2 separate regions of the Sus scrofa genome follow, and region 2 is linked to region 1. Evidence: chromatin contacts called from public HiChIP or PLAC-seq data. All regions are on one chromosome and are shown on one strand. The core of a region is the stretch at or near the end of the contact, and the rest is flanking DNA. Distances in the headings are between cores, read along the strand shown.

Region 1 (4,161 bases), core at 1,068-3,567:
GGGTCTATAATCTTTCTAGATTTTTATTTTGGGGGCCGTGCTTGTGGTATGTGGAATTTCCCATGCCAGGGACTGCAACTGTGCCACAGCAGCAACTCGAACCACAGTAGTGATGACACGGGATCCTTACCTGCTGCACCACCAGGGAACTCCAAGTCTCTGACCTTAAGCACTATGCTGTTTGCTCAGGAAAGTAAAAATAGAGCTCTCACGTGCATCCACTTTCCCCTAGAGCACTTGCTGTCACCCTGGGAGGAAGGTGTCATTTGTTGCATATTACAGATAAAAAGACTAGTTCAGTAACTTGCCCAGAGTCACACTCACACGATCAGTAAGCGCAGATTAAACCACCATTTGGCCAGCCCCAAAGCCCGGGCTTTGTCTACACCAAAGCTCTTTTTCCTACGAGGTAGAAATGGTCAGAGAGAGCTCACTTCATGCTGGAAGACCCAGGTTTGAACCCTGACTCTGATTATCACCACACTTCTCTAGGCCTCTGTTTCCTCAAATGCTGAATAGAATTGGGGGACCAATCGATTCTTTTGTTGTTGTTGTTGGTGGTCTTTTTAGGGCCACACTCACAGCATACGGAGGTTCCCAGGCTAGAGGTCAAATCAGAGTTGTAGCTGCCAGCCTACACCACAGCCACAGCAATGCCAGATCCGAGTCACATCTGTGGCCTACACCACAGCTCATGGCAACACCAGATCCTTAACCCAATGAGCAAGGCCAGGGATCGAACCCGAGTCCTCATGATACTAGTCCAGTTCTTTACCACTGAGCCATGATGGGAACTCCCCTAATCGATTCTTAAAATCCCCTCCAGAGCCAAGGATTCACTAGTTCCCTTTCATCAGTTAACCAGCACAGAGGTATGGAAGAGAACACCAGAATCCATAGCAACCTGCAAACCACAGGGACTTTACCAGGGTGCTCAGCTTCCAGCATCTCCCAGGCCAGATCAAGCAGCAACAGCCTTGTCTGCCTCCCCTGCACTTATCAAAGGTGGCTGACCTGGGACCAGCTGCAGCGAACACACATGCAAGAGATGTGGGGCCATGACCACTTTCATAATCTGCCCAGCCTCGTAAGTGGGGGAGGAAGGTGGGCCAAGGACAGAAGGCCTCTTTCTTGGGTTCCAAAAATGTCTCAGACACTACCCAAGAGCCTGTCGCTAAAATCTTCCCTGGGACTGATATGCAGGGAACTGGCCAGAGCCATGACCTGTTAGGTATTCGATGAAGCTGCTGGAGAGAGAAACCAGGGTTTTAAGCAGATAACCAAAACTGGACTGACTTCTGGGAGATGCCACAGACACCATAATCCTGAAGAGAAAAAACTCACATCAAGGGAGAATTTTTATCTTTCAGAATCTCCCTTTACTATTCCAACAGTGTTGTTGTCAATAACCTTAAAATCCAAGAGGTTTTTTTTTTTTTTTTTTTTTTTTTTTTAAAGGAGGGGGTGGGTAGACTTAAGAAATCTCAAAGAACCTGGCTGGGATTGTGTTCCTGGGCCACTGCCAGGAACTTTGAGTGGCTTAAGAAGATCCATGCAGATTCAGGGGAAAGGTCATAGACTGGAGGGTTCCACTCCTGCGACACTATCTTGGAGCGGGGTTGTCACAGGCTAGGATGGGGGTGGGGGGAAGGGCAGGTCTTTCTACCCTACCCAGGTGTGATGGGATTCTGTCACGCTGGGGGTGCAGGGGGTAATAACTGGACTTAGGGCAGAGGCACGGCGTCTGATGCCGGCAGGCAGGAGAGACGTGGCATATTCCCCAGGGCAGCGGCCAACCCCTAAACCCAAAGGAAATCGGGGTGGGGGTGGGAAGCTGGTTCATCCCCTCTTGCCACCTCCCACTCCTACACACACACAGACACACACACCTCCCTGCCCGTCACCCCTGCCCAGTCAGCTCAGACTGTCTTGTTTGGTGTGCAAACGCGACTTGCTGGTGACACTAGCTATTTCGGGGTCCCTCCATTTCGACCCGCGTGCAGACGCTGCTGTCACGATGGGGAGAAGGACCTCCCCTTCCAATGACTCGTCATCAGGGCAGCCAACCCCCAGCTGTCTGGGCAAGGCGACAGCGGTAGCTACGGCGGGGACAGGAGAAACCCGGGGCACACTCACACGTTGAGGACGTTGCGTTTGTTGCTGAGATAGCTCTCGGGCAGCGGTGAGAGTTCCTTGAGGAGGGACCCCGCCAGCATGGAAGCTGCCAGGGCCCAGGGCAGGTACCGCCGCACAGCCGCCCGCACCAGTGTTCCCCTGAGGACCCACGCGCAGCGCTCCAGGTGCTCCATGCCCGACCTCTTCGGCCACCGTCCGCCGACCCGTGCCTTCTCGGCCACCGTCTCGCCCTTCGTCCCGGCCGGCGAAACCACCTCCCTTTGAGCGCATGCGCGCTGCCCTCAGGCCCCGCCCTTGAGGAGGGTGCGCGTTCTGGAGCCCGCGCGCTCCCCCTCCTGGCCACCGGCGGCCTCTGCAGCGCGCTTGACTCCAAATTCGTCGCTTTCTCTTCACTCAAAATCACCTCCCGGAAAATCACCTTAGCTCCATCCGGGTAAGGCAGGTTTGAACCTCAGCCTCTATGCCTTGCTCTGATCAAAGAAAAAGAGTTTGTGGGAATATTTGCTGGAGGTAAGGAAGAATAAACGTTTCGTTGTAGGAGCTGGGACAGTGGTCTCAGCCTCTTTTGTTTTCTCATCTGTAAAATGAAGAGACAAGAGGAGATCGCCTTTCCCAAGAGTTAATTTATGAACTCAGGGTTCATTGTGGTGTCCAGAAACAGTTGCATGAGAATATAAATGCATACAATCATCGTATTTACATTTAAAATTATTGGATTTATTTTCACCTTCAAAACAACCACATACTTGTATTGAGCGAAAATGCTGGATGCTGAGGGTTAATGACGATAAGATGAGGGTGTTGATGACTCAGTTACTTATTTATCACAGAGTTAAACCTTCTCATCCCCTGGTCTGGTTGGGTGTGTAATTCAGTGTTTCCCAACCTTGAGGCATTTCTTTGCCACTGTATTAATTTTCTAGGACTGCCATAACAAGTTGCCAGAAACGTGTTGGCTTAAACCAACAGAAATATATTCTCTGGCAAGTCTGGAGGCCAGAAGTCTGAAATCAAGCTGTCGATGGGATTGGTTCCTTCTGGAGGCTCCTAGAAGGAGACCTTCCATGGCTCTCTTCCAGTGGCTGCAGGCAGTCCTGGGCATCCTTGGCTTATGGCTGCATCACTCCAATCTCTACTTCTTTCTTCCCATGGTCTTCTCCCTTCTGCGTGTCTGTGTGTCTTCTCTCCTTCCATCTATTATAAGGACACTCGTCACTGGATTTAGGGTCCACTCAAAATCCAAAATAATCACTTCATTAGATCCTTCATTACATGTGCAAAGACTTTATTTCCAAATAAGGTCATATTCCCAGGGATTAAGACTTTGATGTGTCCTTTGGCGCGGGGGGGGGGGGGTGTCACCATTCAACCCCCTGTATCCACTTGAACTGTTTCTGCCATGTCCATACACCACCAGTACTATTATTTCTTCACATTTTTCTTTAGACAATACACATTTAAAACTGAAATACTTATAGACTCCCAAGCAGAAATACCCATAGAATAATAGATTCTATGTGCCAGCTGTATTTCTTCTGTTACAAAAATGACATTTCTGGAGTTCCCTTTGTGGCTCAGCGGTTAACGAACCCGGCTAAGATCCACGAGGATGCGGGTTGATCCCTGGCCTTGCTCAGTGGCTTAAGGATCTGGCGTTGCCATGAGCTGTGGTGTAGGTTGCAGATGCATCTCGGATCCTGCTGTGCCATAGGCCCGCAGTGGTAGCTCCTATTGGACCCCTAGATTGGAAACTTCCATGTGCCGCGCATGCAGCCCTAAAAAGCAAACAAAAAAAGACATTTCTATTGAAATATTTATCATCTCCAGCTGCCTAAAGTAATTTCATGTCACTGTCCAGGGATAGCTACCGTACTTTGGGAAACACTTGCCTGATTTATGCCTGTGATAGATTGATGTTTAAATTCTCTCATGCAGAGAGTCAATCAACTAATAAGAGTGAAAGTATTAATTCCTTAAAACCATCTCAAGATGATCCTCATACCTGTAAATTGCATTTATCTGATC
Region 2 (4,603 bases), core at 795-3,294, 37 kb before region 1:
TAAAGTAACTCTGAAGTATTTAGTGGATGAAATACCCTATCTATAACTTATTTCAAAATACTTCAGGTCCTCACACCCCCCAATTAAACAAATATGGTAGAATTTTGGCAATGATTCTATCTAGATGATAGATACATGGGTGTTTGTGGAGCTCTTTTCTTTGCTGTTTCACATGTTTGAGTTTTTTTTTATAATAAAATGTCAAAAAAGAAAAGCAAATAAAAACTATGAGATACCATTTTTTCACCCAGAGAAAAGAAAAAAAAAGTTAAAAATATGCTGTATTGGCAGGAATGTAGAGGAGCACTTTTGTAGGTTGTTAGTGGGAAGTATGAGTTGGTACAGGCTTTTCAGAGGAAACTTTGGCAAAGACATATTCTTCGATCCAACAATTCCACTTCTAGAAATTTATCATACAGATTATCCTCAAACACATGTACAAGTATATATGAATAAGGATATTCACCACAACATTGTTTTTATAACAAAAGACTGGAACAGCATGTATATCCATCATTTTGTGGTGCATACATACAGTGTGGCCTGTTATAAAGTATGGAAAGAAATTTTGCTGATAGAAAACTCTTTCCAAGATGCATTGCTAAGTAAAACATGCAAAGAGCGGGCCAGTTTGTCTTATCACTTTGCCTCAAAAGTGTTTTGTACACAGTGAGTGTACAATTAAGATTTGTTGAGATAAATAGTACATATTTCAGTGTGACTGCTCTGAGTCAGCCTCTCTGGATGCATTCAGGTCAAAGATACAGACAGGGACCCAGCTTTTCCACATTGATCCAGTTTCTAAGGTCTTATTTCCCTGATTTCACAGATATTTGAATTTTCCCTCAAGACACACCATGTCCTTTTTCGCAAAATCAAATGATGAGTGAAACATCTTGAGGATGAAATAAAAATTTCATGAAGAGAGCATTTGCTGAACTAGGGAGGCTGATGTGGCAACTGGAATGCAGCTCCAAGCTTCCTGGCAACCAAAGCAAAAAGGGAAACCCATGAGCCACAGAACTTTTGTTATCTGGTAGAAGGAAGAACACTGGTTGCGCCAGAGCTGTGCTCATTGGTCTGGGGCGATGATGATGGGACCAGGAGTCCTTGGTAGCATGATGTGGGGTGGGGGTGAAGGAACAAACTGAGATGCTTATTTTCCTGGTACCATCTATTTGCTCAACAATAAATAAAACATTATAGCAAGGTCAGCAAGGCTATATTAAGGGACTTTATGTAATGTTCCCATGAATGTTTAAGATAAACTAAGTGACAGCAAAGGCACTGCAGGTTCCTCTAGTCGTGCCTGTCTCCAAGGGTGAAGATGTGACCTTGGACCAATGAACTGACATCTCTGAGCCTCACCTCCCTCCTCTGGGAAAAATGATTACTGTGCAGATCAGATGAGATGATGCATGTCCAGCACTTGGGCTGATAAATGCTTGCTGTGCTGTCGTTCAGATGAATGTCATGTTATGACCTTATGGCTGAAAGTGCAGACTCTGGAGCCAGTCAGCCTGGGTTCGAATTTCAGCTCCACCACTTATTAGCTAGGTGACCCTGGGTAAGGTCGCGTACCCTCTCCATGCCTCAGTTTCCTCCTCTGTAAAATGAGGCTAATAGGTTATTGCAAGGGTTAAATGAATTGATGGTCGTCAAGCCCTTAGGACAGTGCCTGGACGCACAGGAGTCCATGCTATCTATGTAAGTGTTCAATAAATCATCTTTGTTCCCTTCTGCCCTTATGGGTCCTCCAGGAAAAGAGTTAGAAAATAACAGCTTCAAAGAGAGACAAGCTATTTCCAGACACTAATGTACAAAAAAAGGGATGGATTTCTATAATGCCAGTTTCCTATTTGCCTTTTAGAAGATTGAGAGGCAGAATGCGTTTATAATGGTGGAATCTTCTTTTAGGTGGCAGGCCAGATTGGAGCTATTGGGGGGCATGGGCCTCTTCCCTGGGGCGCCTAACACCCTTCCACCAAGTCTGACAGAGGACTGGCGGTGGCTTTTCCGGCGCGGGCCAGGGGCGGGCCAAGGAGGGGAGGAGGAGGAGCAGGAGGAGGAGGAGGGAAGGAGCTCCCGGGATCCCCCTCCCCTCCCCCACTCCAGTGAGTAATGACATTCACGGGGAAGGGAGGGCGGGAGGGAGCGAAGGAGAGGGGCAGGCTCGGCGAGGCCATGTGATGCTGGGCGAGAGAGCCGCCGCCGCCGGAGCCTCCCTCTTTCCTCCCTCCGCTTTCGGGCTGTCATGGCGACCCCCAACAACCTGACCCCCACCAACTGCAGCTGGTGGCCCATCTCGGCGCTGGAGAGCGATGCGGCCAAGCTGGTCGAGGCCCCCGACGCACCCGCCGCGGCCAGCCACGCCCATTGGCCCAAGGAGAGCCTGGTTCTGTACCACTGGACCCAGTCCTTCAGCTCGCAGAAGGTAGAGCGCGGAGGGAGCTGGGGAGCCGGGGTGCTGCCGGCGGCTAGGAGCCTTGGGGGAGGGGGCCGGCGAGGGTTGAAGGGGTCTGAAGACCTGGTGAGACTGGAGGGTAGAATCTGGGGTTTCGGGGCCCAGAGAACGGGGGATGCTGGGCTGCTCTCCCAGGAGGTGACGGGCCCTTGTCTGGGGCCCCAGGAACACCGTCCCTAATGCTAGGCACATCCATTCTGCCTTTTTTCCTCCCAGAAAGACCCAGTAGGTTGGGGGGCTGAGAAGAGAGACAAAGGCAAGGGCAAGGAAATGGGCACCGCTGGGAAGGCGGCCTGTTGGAGGGGGCGGCTGCTGCGGGGAGGGGAAGGAGCGCTTCCTGGGGTCCAGCTTCCAGCCCCGAGAGTCCTATTGCAGGTCCTCCCCCCGCGCTGCTGTCCCGGCTACCTTGGGCCTTCAGGTCAAGGCTCCTCTGCTCCTCTGCCTGGCCGGGGGCATTCCTCTGGGTCTTGAAGGGTCTGTCCCTAACCCTCCCCCCAACCCACCCCCTAATCTTGAGCTGAGAAGGAAGGAGTTAACCCATCTCCTCAACCCAGCTCAGCTCGGCCCATAAGATCTTGTGTTTTTTGCTCTTAAAGGCACAGAGGGCTGCATGGTCTCTTCTCAGACCCAGGGAGCTAAAAGGCAGTTGGGAATCGAGCCTGATGTTGAGTTATCAGGGTTCCCGCTTCCTGGGGGTGAGGTCTGGGCACTGCACCTGTAAGACAGGGCGCCTCTAGGGGCGCAATCTCCCACCCTGGGTGGCTGTGCTGTCTGTGGGACATGGATTCAGCACCATGGCCAGGTCCCAGCCACGGTCCAGTTGGGGCCTAAGCATCAGCCCTTGCCTGACCCTTTGACCTCTCTTCTCCCTGAGAGATCCTTTTGTTCCACTCACTCGATTTCCAGATGGAGAAACAGACTCCGTAAAGAGAAAGGGCCTTGTAACCAGACTATCTGGTTTAATTCTTGATCCAGGCTGTTTCATTATCGGGAAAAGGGAATGATAATAACAATAATACCTATTTCTTCTAATCACAACCCCTTCTCAGGGTTACGGAGAGGACTGCTGACAAGCCGACATAGTTTAGTGTTCTAGACTGGCACTACTCAGGCTTGAGCATACGGTTCTGGTTCAAGCACAGGATACTGGGTCCCACTCCAGAGACTGTGATTCAGGAGCCCTGGAGTGGGACCAAAGAGGTGGCATCCTAAAAGGCTACCAGGTCATGCTGATGATGCTGGTCCACCCATCCCCCTTTGAGTAGTTCTCAGTTTAAAGTATAGACTCTGAGGCCAGACAGTGCCCAGCAGGAGAGCCACCTTCCCCAATAATTCATCATGGAGTGTTTTGGCAGGTCGCTGAGCCTCCCCAAAGCCTCAGTTTATAATCTGTAAAATGGAGCTAATGGCAGTACCTTCCTCGGAGGGCTATTGGGATGGTGAAAAGACACCATGCACAGAAGTGCCGAGAGCAGTGCCTGGCACGGTGTCAAGGCTCTGTTAATAATGGGTGTTATGAGGAGTTCCCATTGTGGCTCAGTGGTTAATGAGCCCAACTAGCATCTATGAGGATGTGGGTTCAATCCCTGGCCTCGCTCAGTGGGTTAAGGATCTGGCATTGCCGTGAGCTGTGGTGTAGGTTGCAGACGCGGCTCAGATCCCGTGTTGCTCTGGCTTTGGTGTAGACTGGCGGCTACAGCTCCGATGTGACCCCTAGCCTGGGCACTTCCATATGCCGCCGGTGCAGCCCTAAAAGGACAAGAAAGATAAAAAAAATTAAAAATGTAATAAATAAAATAAAAAATAATGGGTGTTATGAGATCACTAAAGCGCCAGGTAAAGGAGGGGTTGGAGTTAACCAAGGTCATGCTGACTCTCATCCATAAATTCTAGAGATGAGCGCGGAACAGCCCCTGCATGCCAGGCTCTATGCAAGTGGCTGGGGGTTTGGGAATGAATCAGACTGGCCTCCAGATGCCAGAATCTCCTCCTATCCAGAACTTCAGGAGCCAGGTCCCAGTGGCCAAGACTGGACAGGGGAGGGGCAGGGGGTGGTCCCTTCCATCACCGTCTCCCCAGGAGCCTCCAGAATAGTTCTTATTCAGCGTGAGCTCAGTGCTAAGGTGGCCCCTTAGTCAG

The links. HiChIP or PLAC-seq counts read pairs in DNA pulled down with a chosen protein or histone mark.
Region 2: a contact with region 1 is called in an H3K27ac HiChIP or PLAC-seq map of alveolar macrophages. The contact joins the promoter of GDAP1L1 here to the promoter of FITM2 in region 1. A contact is called at or near these places in 2 of 5 promoter capture datasets (fetal liver and liver), 20 of 47 Hi-C or Micro-C datasets (blood, brain, embryonic fibroblasts and 10 more) and 2 of 2 datasets of contacts at active chromatin or transcription factors (alveolar macrophages and skeletal muscle).

Annotation. Positions count from the first base shown.
Region 1 is chr17:46,743,581-46,747,741 of Sscrofa11.1, forward strand. It overlaps FITM2 (fat storage inducing transmembrane protein 2), which reads right to left and starts at 2,318. Exons shown (of 3, transcript NM_001128460.1): 1 at 2,137-2,318. The coding sequence starts at 2,309.
Region 2 is chr17:46,707,216-46,711,818 of Sscrofa11.1, forward strand. It overlaps GDAP1L1 (ganglioside-induced differentiation-associated protein 1-like 1), which reads left to right and starts at 2,045. Exons shown (of 6, transcript XM_003360003.4): 1 at 2,045-2,434. The coding sequence starts at 2,255.